Linked DNA regions of Mus musculus: region 2 is linked to region 1. Evidence: chromatin contacts called from public promoter capture Hi-C data. All regions are on one chromosome and are shown on one strand. The core of a region is the stretch at or near the end of the contact, and the rest is flanking DNA. Distances in the headings are between cores, read along the strand shown. Region 1 holds the start of A430102A20Rik (a long non-coding RNA gene). Region 2 holds the start of Sectm1a (secreted and transmembrane 1A).

What was found. Capture Hi-C pulls out chosen DNA fragments and counts their contacts.
Region 2: a contact with region 1 is called in a promoter capture Hi-C map of liver. The contact joins the promoter of Sectm1a here to the promoter of A430102A20Rik in region 1. A contact is called at or near these places in 2 of 39 promoter capture datasets (liver and pre-B cells), 1 of 115 datasets of contacts at active chromatin or transcription factors (pancreatic cancer cells) and 2 of 9 other capture datasets (adipose tissue and liver).

Annotation. Positions count from the first base shown.
Region 1 is chr11:120,929,816-120,935,155 of GRCm38.p6, forward strand. It overlaps A430102A20Rik (a long non-coding RNA gene), which reads left to right and starts at 3,049. Exons shown (of 3, transcript XR_880367.2): 1 at 3,049-3,276; 2 at 3,526-3,593; 3 at 3,741-4,197. It overlaps Ccdc57 (coiled-coil domain containing 57), which reads right to left and starts at 3,057. Exons shown (of 19, transcript NM_027745.1): 1 at 2,901-3,057.
Region 2 is chr11:121,079,881-121,084,757 of GRCm38.p6, forward strand. Sectm1a (secreted and transmembrane 1A) reads right to left here and starts at 1,259. Exons shown (of 6, transcript NM_145373.2): 1 at 1,203-1,259.

The DNA.
Region 1 (5,340 bases), core at 1,799-4,298:
CAGAGTGTTGTGAGGGGAGTGCTGGGGTCCAGGAGTCACCTCACAAACCACACAAACACCGATCTCAGTCAGGCAGGGATAGTTTATTGAGCATTCACCCCAGGCCTGATCAATCATGATGTGACTAACACAGGAGCTAGTTGAGACCTGGAGCTAGGATTTTACAGAGCCTTTAAGCCTTGAAATCCACAAATATCTGTGCCAAGTTATTCCACCAATCGGGATTTAGGAATAGGGGATTTCCTTAGGAACATGTCTTTTTTGTATCCTTATCCTGCTCCCATTGGTTGGGGTAGTCAGTCAACTGTGGCTGGGCAACTTGACTTGCCTAATATCCATGTCTTAACTTACCAAGCAGGAAGTCAGTTACCCACGTACATGTCTGTTTCTGCCAAGCAGGATGTCGGTTCCCAGGGAGGAACTTAAACTTTATTCAACTCCCACTCAAAATGAAAGTTTTAATCCAAATGGCTTATTATATTGGTGCAGTTGTCTTTCTTACGTTGGGGTCTATCCCAGGGCAACTTACAAAGACAAGAAACCATAAAAGTTCATATATAGATTCAGGAAGAGCTGCTGGCAGTTCGGGTGCAAGCTTATACAAAGCAGTTCTAACCGACCTCTGCCGGTTTCCCAGAACACCAAAGCGTAGAACATAGCAGAATATGAGATCAACTAGAGCAGGACAAAGTTTCCCTATAACATTAATAACAGCACAAAATGGCTGGCTGGATAGGCAACAGTCACCCAGGCCTTAACAGGGGAGAGTGGACGGAGGGAGAGGGGCAGCAACCAAGATGTGACTAAATTAACTAATGGAAAAAATTATAAGGAAAGACTCTGTTTTACAACAAAGTGCCAGCTAATCAATGTAGGAGTAACGGAAATAGAAAAATATTTGACAGATATCACATATAGAATTCCTTCAGGACTGAAGCTGCCAGAGACAGAAAGAGGTCACCACACTTAAGCACGGCTATCTGACTCCACATCAGGCAGTGTAAGTGCTGATTCTCTGCCAGCTTCAAATGAGACCTTGTGGCTCCAGTAAAAAGAAAATCCAGGAGTCAGAATAGACATGGTGGTTCTTCAGAGTGAAATTACTGGAATTATGTGGGTGCTTAAGAAGAGACAAGAAGCCGGGCTTGGTGGCACATGCCTTTAATCCCAGCACTCGGGAGGCAGAGGCAGGTGGATTTCTGAGTTCGAGGCCAGCCTGGTCTACAGAGTGAGTTCCAGGACAGCCAGGGCTATACAGAGAAACCCTGTCTCGAAAAACAAAAACAAACAAAAAAAGAATGGTTCCCATAGGCTTATGTATTTGAATGCTTAGTCACCAGGGAGTGGAACTGTTTGTAAAGATTAGAAGGATTAGGAGGTGTGGCCTTATAGGAGGAAGTGTGTGTCACTAGGGTGGGCTTTGAGGTTTCAGAAGCCCACGCCAGGCTGTCTCAGTCTGTCCTGTCTCTAGATTAGGGTGTAGCTGTCAGCTACCAAGTACCATGCTTGCTGCCATGATGATAATGGACTAAGCCTCTGAAGCTGTACACCAGCCCCTAGTTAAATGCTTTCTTTTATAAGAGTTGCTTTGGTCATGGCGTCTCTTCATAGCAACAGAACAGTGACTAAGACAGTGGGCTTATACTGGACTATTCCTGAAGCCAATGAAATTCCTGCCTGGTTCTCATGGAGCAGTTTCATAAAAGATTCCAGGATACAGGTGGAAGGGCAGTGACCTCTGAGGTCCTCCCTGTGGGGACATCAATGATCTCCATCTCTTCATGACTAGCCCATCCCTTGGAGTCGCTGTTATCCTCCACCTGCTATTCCCAGGGAGGACCGACCTGTACCCAGGCAGGAGCCCTGGAGAATACAGCCTGTTCTTGTTTCCTGCAGCTCTCCCTGGGCCCCAGCTGCCAGAGCAGTGATTGAAACCTACACTGATGCCGATTCTAAATAAAGACTGCTGGAAACTGGATCCCACTTCAGTCCGAATGGTCTGAATGGCCTTTGATTCAGTTAACTTGTGATTCTTTTTCTGCACCCAACATAGCAAGAATAAAACATGAAATCAAAAGAAAAAAAAAAATCAGGAAGCTTTCACTGACGTATGCTAAAATTAGTAGCTGAAAATATGGTTAAAAGCAAGACTTTTACACAGTCAAGCACCTCCCCAAATGGTGTTTATTATTTACAATAAGAAAATAGAAACCTGGGGGCTGGTGAGATGGCTCAGTGGGTAAGAGCACCCGACTGCTCTTCTAAAGGTCCTGAGTTCAAATCCCAGCAACCACATAGTGGCTCACAACCATCTGTAGTAGGATCTGATGCCCTCTTCTAATGTGTCTGAAGACAGCTGCAGTGTACTTACATATAATAAATAAATAAATCTTAAAAAAAAAAGGAAAGAAAACAGAAACCTTGTTATTTATTTAGATTTTAAGACAGAGTCTCTACATAGCTCTGGCTGTCCTGGAACTATGCAGACCAGGCCGGCCTCGAAATAACAGAAATCCGCCTGCCTCTGCCCCCAAATCCTGGGATTTTAAAGCATGTGCCACCATGCCGAGTAGAAAATAATAACTTTATGTTAGCCCCTTGGCAGCCACCACTTAAACCACTCAAACCTTGGCGACGAAAGTATTCCCCAGTAATGGGGCGTTTGCCTTCTGGGAGGCACGAGCGCGCCATTTTCTTGTTTAAAATGTGTAACTTAATTGTGTAAAATATCGGGCCAAGCCAGGATGACAAGTAGTCTACAAGATAATGGACTAATGAAGTCAGTGAGGGACTGAAGCGCTGTGAAGCGCGTGTGGCTAATCACGAGGTAGGCGTTTGGGAGTCTGAGTCAAAGAAAGCTACAGGGGAGCAAGAACCTGATGCGATGACCGTCCACTCACCGCGTGTGCCAGGACGGTCCCAGCGGAATTAGCTTCGTCTCCCGCGTGCGACCTAGAGCTGCGCCAGCTGGGACCCGGGTCTCCAGGATTCCGAGCGCCAGCACTCTCCCGCCCGAACCTACAGCGCGGGCCACGTTACCATAGCGACTGGAGTCAGTAACCTTGGTCCCGGTGCACCCTGAGCGGCGCTCCGATCCCGCCGGGCAGAAACAGGAGTCTCAACACAAAAGAGTTCCGACCTGTGCGCTGGTACCGAAGGAAGAGACGCTTGGGGTTCCGTGGCCTAGCAGACTCCCTGAGTAGTGCGAGCCAGTGAGCAAGGACCTACACCTACGGGGCCCTGTGCCCTCCCCCAGCTGTCCTGAGGGTCCCCAAGGTGCCCATTCTGGAGTCCCAAAGGGCTAACTTCAGCTTAGCAGGAGGTGCCTGTAGGCGGAGGGACTGGGAGCTCAGGGATGGAACCTGCAAGTCGTGGGTGGGAAGTTATTCTGGGACTCAGGTTTTCCCTTTGTAGACTGCACATGAGACTGTAACAAGGGTGCACATGGCAAGAGTGGGTGGAGGTTGCACCTAGGGCATGTCGCCAGGCGGAGAGGGCTAAGTGAAGAAGTTGATCCTCTTTCAGAGCCCTGGGTAAGGCGCAGTCACAAGAAGTCCATCCACGATTTGGTCTGAAACCCCAAGCATCAAAAGGTGAATGATCCTCCAAGACCCCAGCTTTCATGGAGCGTGTCCTGGACTAAGAAGAGTTGGATGGAATGGGGCTGGTTGCTGGGAAGGGCCTGCATGAGCCCCAGGAATTCGTTGTAGGCTCGCCTTTGTCTTTCTTTAAATCCTTAGGTCATCTGAGGGCCAGGGAGATGGCTCTGTGGATGTGTCAGTCTGATGACCTGATTCACACTCTGGGACCCACAGAATGGAAGGAGAGAACCAATTCCCATGAGTCTTCCCTATCCCCCATATGTTATGGTCTGCACGTTCACACAGTCACAAATAATAAAAAGAATGGTATTCTTATCTCTTTATACTGAAGAAGTTAAACTGTGGCCTGGTCCTGGAACTGGCATACACACCTAAACCAGCATAATTCCTAGGGGATGGGGAGTGTCTGGGAATCCCCTCCTCCAGGAGGGCAGTATCAAGAAGTCTAGTCATTCCTACTTTCCTGTCCTATATCCTGCCGTCTTCCTCTACCCGTCAGTCTCTTTCCCTCAACTTGCTGTCCCCACTTCCTGACAGCAAATGCTTGGTGTTTGAACCTTCCCCCAACCAGCTTGTCTTTGTAGCCTTCTTCTCAGCCAGGGAGTCCCCTGAACTTCTAGGGGCCTTCTGTTCTATTAGAAAGTGAGGTAACCTCAACTGCCAGTTCTTTGCTGTCAAATGTAAAACCCTTGCCTTAATTGAGGGGTCCAAGGGTCAGCCCCATTCCACAAGTATGTTCACACCCCTTGTCTCTGCCTCACTCTGTCACAGGAGCTTCCTGTAGTTGGTCTTTGCTACTTTGTGGTTCTTTTTCCCACCCCTGTTTCACCCCACCATCACCAGATAGGAGAGAAAGAAGGATGGGGGGAGAGAGTGGGATAGAGATTCCTGAATCTAATTTCTTTCCTTGTTTCTACTTTGAGCATAACGACTAACAAAACTGCAACACACACACCACGACCAACATCCACTCCCACTTCTCGGGGCCCTAGCATCTATATATCCTCTGAAAAGTTCCCAGAATTCCAAACATAACACAATCAAAGAAACTTATCTGCAGCTGGCAAAACATGCCTCTGCTAGAGCACGAGGCAAATCATAGTCAGCTGCTGTGGACTGTCTGAAGCAGTCTCATATCCCCACACCTAGGATTAAAATGAAAGCACATTCTTATGATATTTTTGTGTTTTTCAAAGAAACCAGAATTCCAGAATTTTCAAACATGCCACTATAGCTTCCCAAGGTGACAGAGGGAATTGGGCCTCTATGTACATGAAAATGGCTAGGGAAGCAGAGCGTGGTGGCACACGCCTTTAATTCCAGCACTTGGGAGGCAGGGGCAGGCAGATTTCTGAGTTCGAGGCCAGCCTGGTCTACAAAGTAAGTTCCAGGACAGCCAGGGCTATACAGAGAAACCATGTCTCGAAAAACCAAACCAAACCAAACCAAACAAACAAACAAACAAACAAAAACAAAGAAAAAGAAAGAAAAGAAAATGGCTAGGGAAGGCTGAGAGGAACCAGTCTAAGTTGTGTGCTCAAATTGGGGCCAGGCTACCCACAAGAGAGCCAGAATATGCTGGGCAGTGGTGGTGCATGCCTTTAATCCCAGCACTTGGGAGGCAGAGGTAGGTGGATTTGTTTGTTTGTTTGTTTGTTTGTTTTGTTTTTTTGAGACAGAGTTTCTCTGTGTAGCCCTGGCTGTCCTGGAACTCACTCAAGTGCTGGGATTAAAGGCG
Region 2 (4,877 bases), core at 9-2,508, 150 kb after region 1:
AGCATCTGCCTCTAGCTAAGATGTGAGGCCAGAAGCTGGAGGTCCTATCTGGCCATCTGCAGCCAGCACAGCACCCAGCTCAGTCAGATGCACAGTGGACCCTGGCTCAGATGGCAGCCAGCACATCCTTCATGGTAGTGGCCTGTTGTGTGTGTCCCCTCCGTGCCTAGCCCCCATGACATTTATGTCCTAGCATGTTACTAGGAAGCATAGCTGACACAGAAAGCCTCCACCTTTGTTGGTAACAGATATTCTCCTCCTTGCAAAACTTGAGACCTTTCAGGGCCGTACTTTCCAGAGACATCATAGCTACAACTCTTATACCCAAGACAGATAACTTGTTTTTCAAACTGCAGATATCAACTTGAAAGCGGGAGCTCTTTTGAGAGAGAGAGAGAGAGAGAGAGAGAGAGATCTTCAAAGAAAAAATAGGAGGGAGAATGGGAAGGAGTCACTGAACACCCTGGCGTCTGGCGTCTGGCTGGAAGCATGTGTGTGTATGAATGTGTGTGTGTATATGCATGTGTATGCATGTGTATGCGTGTATGTGTAAGTGTGTATGTGTGTGTACATGTATATGTGTGTATGTGTGTGCATATGTATATGTGTGTATATGTGTGCATGTGTAAATGTGCTTGTGTGTATGCATGTGTATGTGTGTCCATGTGCATGTATACGTGTACTTGTGTGTGTGTGTGTGCGCGCTGTGGGTACATGTGGGCATGTGTGAATGTTCAGGATGTGGATGTGAGAGAGGGCAAAGGTTCAGGATCCTACATAAAAGTGTGCACACAGCTTTGGGTGATGAGATGCTGCAGGAACCCGTGCTACCGGACAAGTACATTTTTGTCATTCACAGGCCTGGAGCACTCTTGGTCCTCCCTTCCTTCAAGTCCTCCACATTCATGTTTTGAGGGCAGAGAGGAGGACTCTGTGCTACCTGTCCCACTCTGTGAATGTGAAGAACTAGAGCTATGCTTGCCTCTACCCCTCCAGAGCTACGCCTGAGGCACCCGAAACACACAGGCCCTGCTGAATGCTGTCCACAGCCCTGCCTCCTGTGTTTCCTGAATCCCAGGCTGATGGCCTGGCTCTTCTTTGCTCATCCCTTATGTGAGGCAGCCCCCACTCCACAAAACCCTCAGCCCACAGAGAACCTGGGTGCCCTCAAGTCCTCTCTTCCGCACACCCCAGCCTCTCACCTGTCCCTTCTCCAGCAAGCTCTCCAATGTTACCTCCACTGCTGCCCTGGATGACTGAACTTGTCCAAGCCAACGGGAAACTGAAAGCCTGGAGGGAGGGGCTAGATGAGGCAGCCTGTCCTGTTCCTTGCCAGACACTCTGTAGGAAGGCATTCAACTTCCAGGAACTTCTCTGAGTTAATGTAACAGCACCATGAGTTTCTTAGTGATTCTCTCATGCATATGTTTTGTAGAAGTCTCGTATTAGCTTCATTAGTTGCGTCTCAGGAACCCTGGAGGAGGGTCCAGGCTTTTTCTAGGAAATCCCTGGCTGGAGCTGATGTTTGATTCAGGGTTTAGGGGCTGCTCTTTTGGGAGCTGTGTGGGTTTGTTTTCCTGCAGGGGTCAGGTCAGAATGTGCCTTAGGGTTGAGCTATGGAAGACAGCTTGGTTCATCTGGTTATCCTTGGGGTGTTTGACAGGGGTAAGATGGAATGGGCAGGAGTGACATCCTTTGTCAGCCCTACTGTAAAATGCCAGAACAGAGATCTTGCCAATCTACACTAGGGTCCTATGCCTTGTAGACAAACCCTGGAGGACACCCTGGCCCCACCTGAAATATGTCAGATTCAAGGAGACTGCAGGCATTTGACAACTGCTCCTTGCAAAGAGTTTTCGCAACAAGGATTACGTTTGAGAAGCTTCACTGTGAGAAGCAGAGACTGCTGTCCACCACTGCTATAGAAAGGACGGGCTGCTGTAGACCCAATCTTAAGCCAGCCCCATGCTCAGCTCCAGTATCCCTCATGGCTTAGCAGGGCTGTGGGGTCAGCTCAGTGCCCGCACTGTTAATTTTCTCGTGGACAGTGGAAGGAGGAGTCTATGGCTGTAGATGCAATGAGGGACCCTGGGATGATCTGCTTGTGGGGCAGGAGATAGATTGTGAGACCCTGAAGAGGGTTGGTTTACATCCCGAGTGACTTTGTGAGCTGTGATGAGACATTTATAAAGCCTATGCCCACATGAATACAGTGGACACTAGGGCAAGACTTTAGGCCCCACGGTGACTCTGTAAGGTGTCTATGGCCTTGTGTAGATCCAGTGGGAGAACACTAAGATGACTGCTCTATGGGTGAAGATCCCTGGAGGGGCTGGGCAGTAGGCATACTTTTGCACATCGAGCCTTAACTTGGCATGCTGGCACAGGGATGAATAGCAATCTCTGGACACTAAAAGAAGTCCCTACAGTCTCCAGGCACAATGCAACCAAGCCTCAAAGAAAGTTACTGATGGACAGTTGGATGTGGTTCCTCTCTGCCCCACCCTCTGCCCAATTACAGAAAGAAAAAGGAAGAAAAAGAAGCTGACTGCAACTCTGGGAGCCTGCCGCTATGGGGATGAGCAGGAGGGACCTGATGTCCCACAGGCGGAACATCTAGAACGTCACAGGTATTCAGGAAATGAGAAGGGCTAGGGACACACTGAGCCTAGGAGAATGGCCTGCAGCCCAGAGTACAGAGCTGACCACAGAGAACAATGTCCTTTGTGCTCTTTCAAAGCAGTAAGTTCCTTCAAGTTCTCAGATAAAAACAAAAAGCTCACAGCCTCCCTCAGGAAAGACAAGACCGTATGAGTGTGGAATCCAGCCGTTGCATAGGATCCTGAGGCTGGGCAGAACTCTCCAGGGTTCTGCAGAGACACCCCCCTGCCATCTCATTTCACATGGGAGAGAAATCCCAATGACCATGACCTCATGTCTTCTAGATCCTTGTCCCTGTCCCCAGACTGCAGCCCAAGTTTCTGTTGCCCTTTTCCCTGCTCTGGTTGCATCTCGCAGGCAGGGCCATCAAGGTCTTTGTATGTCTGAAGGGGCCTCTGGCCTATGGGGCAAAGCTTCCGGTGGTGAGGGGTTAAGTGATGGCTGAGGTACCAGTATCTCATCACAGAGATGCCCTTCACAGTTAAGTAAAGTTTGTTTCCTCTGAAACCGCCCACACACGGTGAAAGTGAAACCAGTTTGTGTATTTTGAAAGTAATAAGGAAAAAGAGAAGAGCAAGCAGGCTAGAATAATCCCAGCTGTACAGTGGCAGTCAGGCCAGCTTCCTTTTTAATTCTCTTTCTCCATTTCTCTTTCAGTGGTAAGCATGCTCTCTAGTCCAGCATCCCGGGTCTCTTTCAATATTCACAGCCCTGTTCCATCACATGGGTGGAGAAGGGCCACGAGTGTCCATTCAGCCTTGGCAAGTCTCCTGACCAACATCTTCTCTGCCAGGGTACTCTGCCATCTTGTATCTCACCCCCAGGTTTTCAGGGCATTATGTTTTTTGAGAACCTTTTACAATTTATTCAGTAGCATTTGAGAAGTGCCAAGTGTGTATCTCTGCTGTCTCCTGAGGCTTTATGCTAATGTGTGGCTTGGCTTGCTCTGTAAGTTCTTTCTGAAGCTTGCTGGTGGTTTTTGTGACTTCTTGCTCACATAGAGGATCGTTACCGGACGTGTCCTATGTTCTTGACCCATGGTGTGTTCTATGTTTGGGAAGCAAAGCTCTATAGGTGTTCCCATGCGCAGCTGGCCAATGGCATGGATTATTTAGTAGCTGATTTGGACTGAAGAGAACCCTTTCTGATGGAGAGAAGTGTGTTGTAGTCTGTTCCTCCTGCACTAGGATTCTTTTGGTGTGTGTGTGTGTGTGTGTGTGTGTGTGTGTGTGTGTGTGTGTGTGTTGAGAGAGGGTCTCATGTAGCCCAGGCTAGGCTGGGACTCAATGAGTGAATGAGAAGTCCCCTGCCCCCATCTCCACAATGCTGGGATTGTAGATGTGTAGCCCTATGCCCAGAAATGCTAGATTTATTTATTTATTTATTTATTTATTTAGAGACCAGGTCTCACTATGTAGCCCTGGCTAGCCTAGGATTCAGCATGTAGACCAGGTTGGCATTGAACTCACAGAAATCTGCCTGCCTCTGCCTCCCAGATTCTAGGAATGTTGGGATTATTATACCACAGAATAGACTTTCAGGACTAGTCAATACTACACAAAGTTAGAATTTATTTAAAGAAAGGATTTGGGGCCATGGCAGAGGCTCAGTCCGTGAGCACTTCTGTGTAAGAGAATCGTCAGCACTCACAGTAAAAGCAAGCACAACAGCACAGACTTGTAACACCAGCCTTGGGTAGAGAGAGACAAGAGGACCTGTGGAGCTTGCTGGCCAGACAGTTTAGCCCATAAGCCCCAGGTTCAGTGAGGGATTCAGTTTCAAAAAAACTAAGGCGGAGGGGCTAACGTGATAGCTCTGTGGGTAAGAACACTTGCTGCATGAGCAAAAGGACCTACATTGAGTCCCTAGCACCCGGTGAGAAGCTCGAATTGGCTGTGTGCCTCTGTGATCCCGGTGGGATGAGGAAGAGATACAGGGCAATCGGGGAGCATGCTGGCTAGCCAGGCAGCCTAGCCAAAGAGCCAGCAAACTTCACGCTCTGAGAGAGATCCCATCTCAAGAGACTAAGGGAGCAACAGAGCTGGACGGCCAACACACACGCATGTACCACACACGGAGACACACATACTTACATTGAAGAAATGACTGGATGATTGAAAATGCCCAGTGTTGACCTTTGGCCTTCACAAGCACACTTGTGTGTGCACATTCTCTCCTCCGAACATCCCCTCCACCCCACCCCCCCCACCCCACCC